2 separate regions of the Rattus norvegicus genome follow, and region 1 is linked to region 2. Evidence: chromatin contacts called from public Hi-C data. All regions are on one chromosome and are shown on one strand. The core of a region is the stretch at or near the end of the contact, and the rest is flanking DNA. Distances in the headings are between cores, read along the strand shown.

Region 1 (4,713 bases), core at 1,096-3,595, 210 kb before region 2:
CCCTGTTCACTTTGGCACCTCCATTGGTGCTGCCCTTCTTCAGAGCACATCCGGGCAGCCGTCATCGTGAGGTTTTCATGGATTAGCTTCTGAAATTCATAGGAGACATGACCTCACGGCCGTCCCCAATCCTCTGGCTCTCAGCATGGTTTTGCCCTCTCTTCTACAATCTTTAGCTATGGGGGTGTTTGGTAGATGTATTTGTCAGGACTGAGCTCCACAGTTTTACATTTTGATGGGTTGTGGTCCCTGTCTGTTGCAAAGAGAAGTTTCCTTGAGGAGGGGTGAAGACCACACCATCTAGAAGGTATAAAGACACATTTTTAGATTGTGGGGATTACTGGTTTAGTAAAATAGTATTTGATGGTTCCCCTCTAATAGACACATGACTTCATTAGCCCAGGGTATTCCAATACCAAAACTGGTTAGAAAAATGTTAGTTACCAACGTACGTATGCCACTACTGTACCCTTTCTGGTTATCAAGCCATGCTGATAGATGATGTGGTTCATACACCGCAGTAGTGCAAGACGACTGGTTGCTTCTCTCCCTTGGAGACTGTGTGACACCTACTGGTATCATTAGAGCTAGTCCTCAGAGCTGAGAACTTCAGTTCAGATCCAGCTCAGCGGTGGCTAGGCCCTGTTTCTGAAATGCATGGTGTCTTCAACAGTAGGTTTTTCTATTTCTGAGAGGCAACCAAGAGCAGTAGCAATTGGCTGTATGTTTCAGGACTCGCTAGGACAGCCTTGCAAACAACTTCAAACAAGATATCTCAAGTCTGGTATTGGGCTTTTTCTTAGATGATCTTATCCCAGATGAGAAAACTTTATTTTAAAACTATATATATGAGAATATTAGGGTTCTTTTTTTAGATAAACAAAATGTCGTTATGTTTTTTTCAGACAGCATTATTGTTATTTAGGTAATTTTTATTAGTATATAAGAAGCGATGGTTAACGTAATGTTAATAGTTGCCTTTTAAAACATTTATTTATTCATTTATTTATTTATATAGTATATGTTTGAATGTTTTGGCTGCATATATGTTTGTGTACCTAATGCATGCCTGGTGTCTTCAGTGGTCAGAAGAGGGTATTGGATCCCAGGAACTGAAATTACAGATGACTGTATGTTGTGGTGTGAGTGCTGGGAATAGAGCAGGGTCTTCTGGAAGAACAGCCAATGCTTTTATCAGGTGAGCTATCTCACCAGCCACCAGTATTAATACTTTCACAGTCTATGAAGACAGCTTTTCAGAGATGTCTATGCTATACTTCTTGGCCTAATACACAAAACACTATAATGAAATGAGTTCCTTGAAGGTATAAATAATGATACATTTATCTTTGTGTCTCCAGTGTCTACAACATAGAATATGCTTAAGAAATGCTCGTTATATGATTTCAGTGAACACCAATTTGACCTTATTCTTTTTTTTTTGTATTTGTATCTGTTTTTGAAGCAAGGTTGTAAAGACAAAACACAGCTACAAATAGCCAAAAATTCACGAACCCCTCTGCATTTATATATTATGTGTGGCATTTGTGAAGAAGTCAGCATTTGTTTGTTTTTGTTTGTTTTTTCCTTCCACCATATGAGTTCTAGACAGTTCAAATTCAGGTATTATTGGCACACCGGTGGCAAATGCCTTTATCCAGTGGGCTATCTTATTGGCCCCTGAAGTATTACTTCATGTCAGGTACTTGACATCAAAGAGATCACAAAGGTAACCTACCTGTATGAAATGACTACCTCTATTGCAATTTTGTATAAGGTGAAACTAATGTTTAGAGAAGGGGAAAGATTACAGGAAGTCACATAGAACACTCGACAAAACAGGACTATAAACTCAGATTCTCAAGTCTATAGCTCTATATTTTCTATCCCTTCTCTAAAAATACCAATAAATGTCACTAAACACACACCATATAACAGCATGCATGGTTCTAGACACCAGACACAGCACCAAGTAAAACAGTTTCTGACCCTGGACATTCACATTCTTGTGGAGGGGAAGTAAATTCGGTCCGTATTTCAATCCTGCAGTTACTTGAGCACATTGCTAAAGTACACGCCATCTACATTCTTGTAGGATGGAATCAGATTTATAGTTCAAACTTGGTCCCTATTTAAATACTGAAGTCAGTTGAGCGCTTCAACTGAAATATGTGTCACATGCATCACATGAGACGCGCGTTGTCCAAAACTCGGAAATTGGGGGTTGTGAACACAGCGGCAGTGAACAAGAGGAATGGCATTGCAGTCAGTATTTCCTGAGGTCACGGAGGGTCTCCAGCACCGCCTGGATTGTTTTGCTCTCCTTAGGTAAGATGAGAAGCAGAGCAATCATATAGCCTGACTCACACTTGAATACTGCAGGAAGGGAGCAAAGAGTAAGAACGATCTCAGCAAGTTTTCCTTTGTGTAACACAGACAGAAACAGAAAGGAAGCAGGAGCTAGAGTGTGGAGTGTGGGGTGTGGGAGTGAGAGATACTTGGATCCTGCAGATGGCTTGACTGGAGTGCCCGGAGATCTTCTATAGTTACGTTTCCTGGTGACTGAGAATTCATCTTACGATAAATTCTGAACATCATGCCTAATATCCCACGCATACTTAATAAAAATACTACCAACATCTACTGCCCAGAAGAAGATAGGAAGCAAATAAGCAAATACAGACAAGGCAGACCACATTTCTTGCTTAGCCCAGAACCCTGTGGGCTGAGAAGGCTGTCATGACCAGTGAGCACACTGCTATACCAAGGCTCTCCTTCTGTGCTTCAGGCTATGGGTGGGCTTGGAATGAAGAGAAGGACAGCAAAGAAAAGGGAGAGTGTGAAATGCAAGACTTCTGAGAAGCCCTGTGTGCTCCAAAAAGTGAGTGTAGGAGCTGCTGTGCCCCTGGACAGTTCCACATAGTCACAGTTGACACAAACAGAAAACTCAGACCCAGTTTGCTCTGAGAGGCTTCACCAGGGAAACACTTGAAGAGTCATTTATAAGAGGCCAAAAATGAAGGACCAGAGGCTTGGCGTATACAGAGGAGGTGTGGCGTATAAGGATGCTTGTCGGACACTTTTATTTTTGTAGACTGTTGAACCTGGCCTCACTATCAGGGTTTTTGTTTTCCTGCTTTTGTTTTTAACTATAATACTGTTTTGGGTGAAATGTTTGGTTTCTTATTTACCCTGTATTATTTCTTATCTAATGATAGGATAATCAATTTATTGATAGAAAGCATTTATTAATAAAATAATAAAAATCATTTTTATTCTATGTTGACTTATTAGATAGATTTTAAATTATAAAAATAACATAAACTTACACTAAAAGTTATGCAAATAAATAATTGCAGACTGTAAACACATTGCCCTATCTTGCAATCTCTACCCAATGTTTCTCTCAAGTTACTGCTTTTTGTGTAGCCTATCGAGACTCTTCTATGTACACACAGATACACGTGTATGAGCATGATTTCTAAAACTGGTACCTTAACAAAATGAATGAAGGTGACAGTCTATTCCTTTAACAGTACCTTACAGTTTACTTACAACAATGGGCCTCAAGGAAAGGAAGGCTTCTTAAAAGCAAGATTAAGGTCAAATTATATAAAATCAGACCTACATTTGTTAGGACATAGTCTTAAAAAGAAAACAAATATATATATTTAAGATGTGGATTTTATTTCTACCCATGTGAGTTTCACAAAAGGAGATCTCAGACATGGCTGGCAGTTGGGGTTGATAAATCATGTGGTATCTCAATAGAGTATCTTCCCTCATTTACTGAATTTTTACAGATTTCTCTTTTTGGTTGCTGTTTTGCCATTTCCAACAATGAAGCCAATGTTTTTGTCCATGTTGGGAGACCACTGAACCGAGTGGCTACAGTGAATCTTATAAAAAAAAAAAACCCAAAAAACCAACCAAACAACAACAACAAAAAAAAGTATACAAAAATACCTCCAGGCTTTACCACTGCTTGAAAAGCCTCTAAGGTTCCTGGGATTGAACCTGGGCACTCCAGTATTGCTAAGCCAAGTACTCCCCCACCCTGAAACCATAGGATGGCCCCCCTTTACATTTTAAGACAGAGTTTTACCAAGTCACTCAGGCTAGCCTTGAACTTGCATCCTCTAGAGGGCAGGGTATTAGAGGCCCGCATCACCAGGTCTGGCTTCAAGTTATTTTCTTGTCATCAGTATTACCATTTGTTTAAGATTTTCAGTCAGATCCGCACTGTAAGTCAGATGAGCAAAGTGGAATATTTACTAGTAGAGTCGCCAATCAACATTCCCACTGTTGCTCATCCAACAGCGGGGAAATAAATCGTACGTTTCCAACCCTCATCTCTTGAATTAATGTTATAACCTGTCTTCTCCTAGACTTCGTTTTTTCTGTAACAGTTCTATTAATTTTTCTGTAAAGTTCCTCTTTATGTTCTTGGTTACTTTAATAACTGAATTACTTTTTCATATTCATTCACATGGTCTTATTCCACTCTTCCTACGCCAGCCTCATCTTTCTATATGAAATATGCTTCTTCTCCTTCTGCTTGTCTTTTTTTTTTACTTTGTTTGGGGGTGTTATTGTCATTTAAATATATTTTTTGGATTCTTTATTTGCACTGCTGGGAGTTGAACCTGAACCTTGTACATAGTTGGTAAGTACTCTCCTCCCATGCTATGTCCCCAGCTCACCCACCACCTT
Region 2 (4,906 bases), core at 183-2,682:
ATTATTTTCTCTATGAGTTTATATGTGGTTATAAATAGCCTAGCATTACGGTGTGACTTGTGGCAGCTAATATTAAAAAAAAACAAAAAAGCAAACACTGAGCAAACTTTATGTTCTCCTCCAGATGAATACTTCACTCGCTTCCAGTGTAATTAAAAAATATTTAAGTCTCATAGTTTTACAAGTGTTTAAAGGAAAGACTGGTGCTGGATATAACATGTTACAGCAGAAAGCATTGTTGGGGAAAATTTCCAGGGAAGGGCCCTGGCTCTCCCTGGCCTTGTGGACAGTGTCCGTGGCATTTCGTGGAGTACGCATGAGTGTGTATCTATCTGTGTATCTGGAGAGGGGTTCGTGCAGGGTGTCATTTGGTGCCTGACAGTGGAACAGTGCAGTTGACTCCTAGCTCTGCTATCCAATGACATGCAGTGGCTGAGGGTTTGAAGCTGATGGTTGGGTCTCCAGTGCTGCCCGCACACCTGACAGGCAGCTGTTAAACCGAGCAAAGGCAAGCTAGGGGAGTCACAATCTATGCATAAATGATAGGGATATCTGTGCAGAAGGTGCGAAGGAAGCTCTGACCCCCCTCCCTCCCCCAGATCTCCCCCTTCCCAAATGAAATGCACAGTTCAGCCAGCTTCTTAACTACACTATACTCCTGCTCCTGGCTGCCAAGAAGCTCAAAAAATCCACCTTCACTTTTCAGTCAGAAGAGGCAGAAGTGGATGTGAGAGAAAGAGACACACAGAGAGACAGAGAGCCAAAGAGGGCAAGAGACTTGACTTTAAGAGACTCCTGTACTGACAACTCCATGCAGTTCGGAACCAGAACGACTGCGGCTGAACCAGGGTTCATGGGGACATGGCAAAACGCTGATACTAACCTCTTATTCAGAATGTCCCAACAGGTAAGTTACTTTCATTTTTTTAAAAAAAAAGAAATCTCGAGTTGTTATTTGCCCTTTTCTTCCTGCTACTTTTCTTTCTAAATGTTTTTGAAATTTAAAAATATATATATTGTGATTTCTGTGTTACTGGAATGTGCAGTGTTACTTCATGGCTTCCCCAAGGGCTCCTTAAGGAAAAGGGGGAAAGGACATCGAAGTTAGAGAAAGCAAAGGCATTTGTTGCAAAGTTTCACCCTGTGCAGCCTGGGTCCTGCGAAGCCTTAATTTATTTCTTTGTTTCCCGCTAAAAAGAGAAAAAGCCAATACTTAACAAATGTATCTTTGTGAAAGACTTAGTCAAAGTGTCTGCTGTCTCTAAGTAGGTCTTGCAACGAACAGTCAGAAAGCGCGGGCCCCTCACAGCAGCGGGTCTGACTTCTGGTGTCTGGAGCAGCTGGACTCAGACCTGAGCGAGGCTATGCAGGCTTCCCTGCCGGCCGGGTCAACCCGAAGGGCGGCAGGCTGCGCTCCCGCTTGCTCTCGGCCTCCGTTCCGGTTCTCGGTGGCTTCACTCTCCCCGTGCTCCCCTGGCCGCGGCGCAGCCGCTCGGCTCGCCACCCGCCAGCCGCCCGCCGCCCGGCGCGGTGCACTCACACTCGGCGCGGCCCCTGTGTTCTCCCAGAGCCGCTTCTCGCTCAGCCGCCGCCGGCAGCTCGGCTGCTACCCTGCCGGGAGAGCCGCCCGGAGAGCGCCAGGCCAGCGGACGGATAATTAATCACCCGCAGCCGTCCGTACCAAGCGCTCGGTGATTTGCGCCCTGCGCGCCCGGCTCCTCTTGCACAATTGCTGGCTCTGCGGCTCCGCGGGGGAGCGAGGGTAAGAGGAAGCGAAGGGGAAACAACCCAGAAACTTTCCTCTTGGACTGTGCTCAAGTGAGGGAGGGAAGTTCCCTGGTGCCTCCCTCCCAGACACGTCTTGCTTTTCAGAAGCCTACCCCAAACCCATACAAAGCAAGAGTTAGTTTATCATCCACGCAGCACCAAAGTAGTACTGACAAATGCGCTAGGATGTTAAGTAGATGGCGGCTGTTTAAAAAAATGGTCTTGCCCCACTCCCTTAAAATACTGCAACTGCTATTTAAGCTTTTTGTATGTAAGAGTTCGCGGAAATTGAATACTTTGGCGTGGATTTTCAAATGTTTGGTAACGAAATAAAGAAAACAATTTTCAAGGCTGTAAACTGTCACAAGTTTAGGAATAACATTTGCCAAAGAGAGTGCATAAAGCCCGGCTCTTGTAACATTTAATTGGTAAACAGTTTTATCAACCAGTTTTAGATAGGAGAAATGTATTTGAATAAGGTGTATTTTGACATCCTGTAGAGGGACCCTGATAACTGCTGATCCAGTAAGCTGGGATTTAAATGCAATCAACATAAACCCAGTAAGCAACTCTTTATGTGCGATCCTTTTTTTTTTTTCCTGAAAAGTCCCTTTCATGTCTGACAGAGATGCTTCTTGTCTCTGCCAAACGCTTTGCTAGGTGTTTTTCTGAAGCACTTTTCTGTCTGGGTGACTCTCTCTCTTGTGGTTGGAACACGGTGTGTTTTCACTGACCTTAGTACCTAATAACTTGTGTCCCACTTTAAAATTTAGATACTACCAATCCTGGTTTTCCTTGAGTTAGCGGAGTGTGTGTGTACATGTATGCTTTGAAAGGTTAGATTGCATTTTTTTCCCTCTAGTGAAAAAAGAGTTAATAAAACAGATAGAGATAATGATCAATTGATAAATGGCTATTGAACCACATAGATGGTGTTAGATTGCTGCTTTGGCACTAGCCCATTTCCAAGTAGATTTGCATCTAAGGAGACTTTTAACTGGTGGAAAACATTTAGGATTAAAAGAAATAAAAGCAAATTACACAAAAAATAGGTCAGGATTAGGAAAATAATTTAAATTTCTTATAGAGAAACTTGTATGATCATCGAGGTGTTTTCTGTGTGCCTGCTGGGTACATACAAAGATCTGTTTTGTATGTACCTGTATGAATGCATGCATGTGGTGAGCATCAGTGCCTGTGAGGAGAATAAAGACACAGGCTAATGAACAGGTTATGACACAGGGCACTGTGACAAAGCATGAAAACCACAATCTTAAAAAGTATTGCGATTACACCATTTTACTGCAGTTCCTTTATTAATTTTTGTTGTCGTTAGGGATGCTTAGCCTCCCATTTACTTTCACAGTCACTAAATATTTACCTTTTGTGCCTCTTGGAAGTCATATGAAAGGGGGTATGTGTTTACGTGTGTATGTGTGTGTGTGTGTGTGTGTGTGTGCACGCGCATGCGCACGCACTTTTATTTCTCTTTCAAGATGCCATTTCAGATTGTGTAGTCTTAAATTCAAATCTGTCTACATATAAAAGTCTGCACTCTGCATGCTTAATGTGTTTGTTTTCCTTATGTGTAGGGATCAGCAGTGCTGGTTCAGAGTATGTGAGTGGGAGAAAGTGTATGCATATGTGTGTGTGTGTGTATGTGTGTGTGTGTGTGTGTACATATGTATGTGTGATAGTTCCTGGAATGCTCTCTCTTAAAGTCAACAATTATGAGGAATCATAGTTTCAATACCTGCATTAAGCAAGCTTTTGCTAAAGATAAAAAAGTTTCTCCAATTTAATCAAGTATGCAGAATTCTATATATCTAATTTTTTAGGCTAGAAACGGCTTTTCTGCTTGATTATTTTAATCTCTTAAAAATTGCTCATGGGGTGAATGAAATCTGTTTAATACAGTTTTTCACAGTTTCCTATCATGGAATAAAAACTAAGACTTCCTTGACTACCTCGTTAAGCATTGGACAAGACTGACGAGTAGAGCCAGTACAAGATGTGTAAAGACTGAGCTGTAGAGAACTTCACCACATACGCTGTTAGCTATAGAAAACGTATGCTTGGGAAAGACCGTTGAACTCTGAAGTTTAATAGTCTAGGTCTGTGTCTTCTAAAGGTAAGCTAGAAAGGGGCATGGGACAGTCTGTATCTTGCATTTCCCCTGAACGAAGTTAGATTTCCTTAACTGTAAATCTTTTCTTTTATCCAGTATTAACAAATGATTTGACTCCGACTCAGTGGAGTTAAATCTGTCCCCATTAAAGCTTTAAATGGGTCTTCCTGACTTCATTTTTCTACCTTCCATTATTTTCACTAACATGAAAATGTGATTTGTTGTTGCTGTTTAGAAAAATAATAGTCTCTTGTAGACAGATACTAGAGAACCTTGAAAGGTGTAGCTGTTGACTTTTGTAATTGAGAGTTCTGGATTCAGTTACGAATTGGTAATGTCCAAAATCATTTTCTCTTTTTCCTTATCTCCTAAAGCTGAAAAGGTTGTTTCTCTCAGGATAATCTCTTAAGGGATTGTTAAAAAGACAAGTGGGAGGTGGTTTGGAGAAAGGAACTTGCTTTCGGAAGGTTCTTTTCTTTCTTTTTGTTTTTATTAGACTTTGAAAGCTGATTGTTTTCTACATATTTTGTACATGTTTGTGTATTTGAGAAAGTAGCAAATAAAATCCTTATAGCTTCCCCCAGGAGAGGGTATAGTTTGATCAACTCAAAATCTTTTTAAGAAAGCACACCGTACGTACAGGTAACGGTGATAGTGCTCTTTCCCCAGATTACCAGAGGTGTTTATACCTTTTCATTATTGCTCAGGTGTACTTAGCCTGTTTCAAATAATATGCAGATCCCTTAATAAGGTCTCTTTTCAGAGTAGAGTGAAATACTAAGTTAGAATTATAAACGACGCTGGGCATCATTATGGAGTAATTTAAGATTCACCCAATGATGTAACAAAATTAACAACATAATTTCATTGTGAAACTGTGTCTTATTAAAGAACAACTGTCTGACATTCTCTTACAGTTGCTTTATTTAACTTCATGCGAATATTATTAGTAGTGACATTTTTCTATTGTGTATTAGATTCTCTCATTAGCATGATGTGTTAGTTATCACC

The links. A called contact is a pair of places that touch in the nucleus more often than the background predicts.
Region 1: a contact with region 2 is called in a Hi-C map of the A7r5 cell line, with 5 times the contacts expected there. The contact joins two enhancer-like sites. A contact is called at or near these places in 2 of 12 Hi-C or Micro-C datasets (the A7r5 cell line and the Rat2 cell line).

The regions. Positions count from the first base shown.
Region 1 is chr5:104,202,448-104,207,160 of GRCr8, reverse strand. No RefSeq gene overlaps it. Among named protein-coding and RNA genes, the nearest start is that of Bnc2, 140 kb to the right of the region's middle. Within about 2 kb of position 2,345, at least 3 of the 93 cell types and tissues checked have an H3K27ac peak or open chromatin away from gene starts, as enhancers often do. A contact at or near this core is called in the A7r5 cell line, where this site is marked.
Region 2 is chr5:103,995,012-103,999,917 of GRCr8, reverse strand. It overlaps Bnc2 (basonuclin zinc finger protein 2), which reads left to right. Exons shown (of 7, transcript NM_001106666.2): 3 at 707-907. Among named protein-coding and RNA genes, the nearest start is that of Bnc2, 64 kb to the left of the region's middle. Within about 2 kb of position 1,432, at least 23 of the 93 cell types and tissues checked have an H3K27ac peak or open chromatin away from gene starts, as enhancers often do. A contact at or near this core is called in the A7r5 cell line, where this site is marked.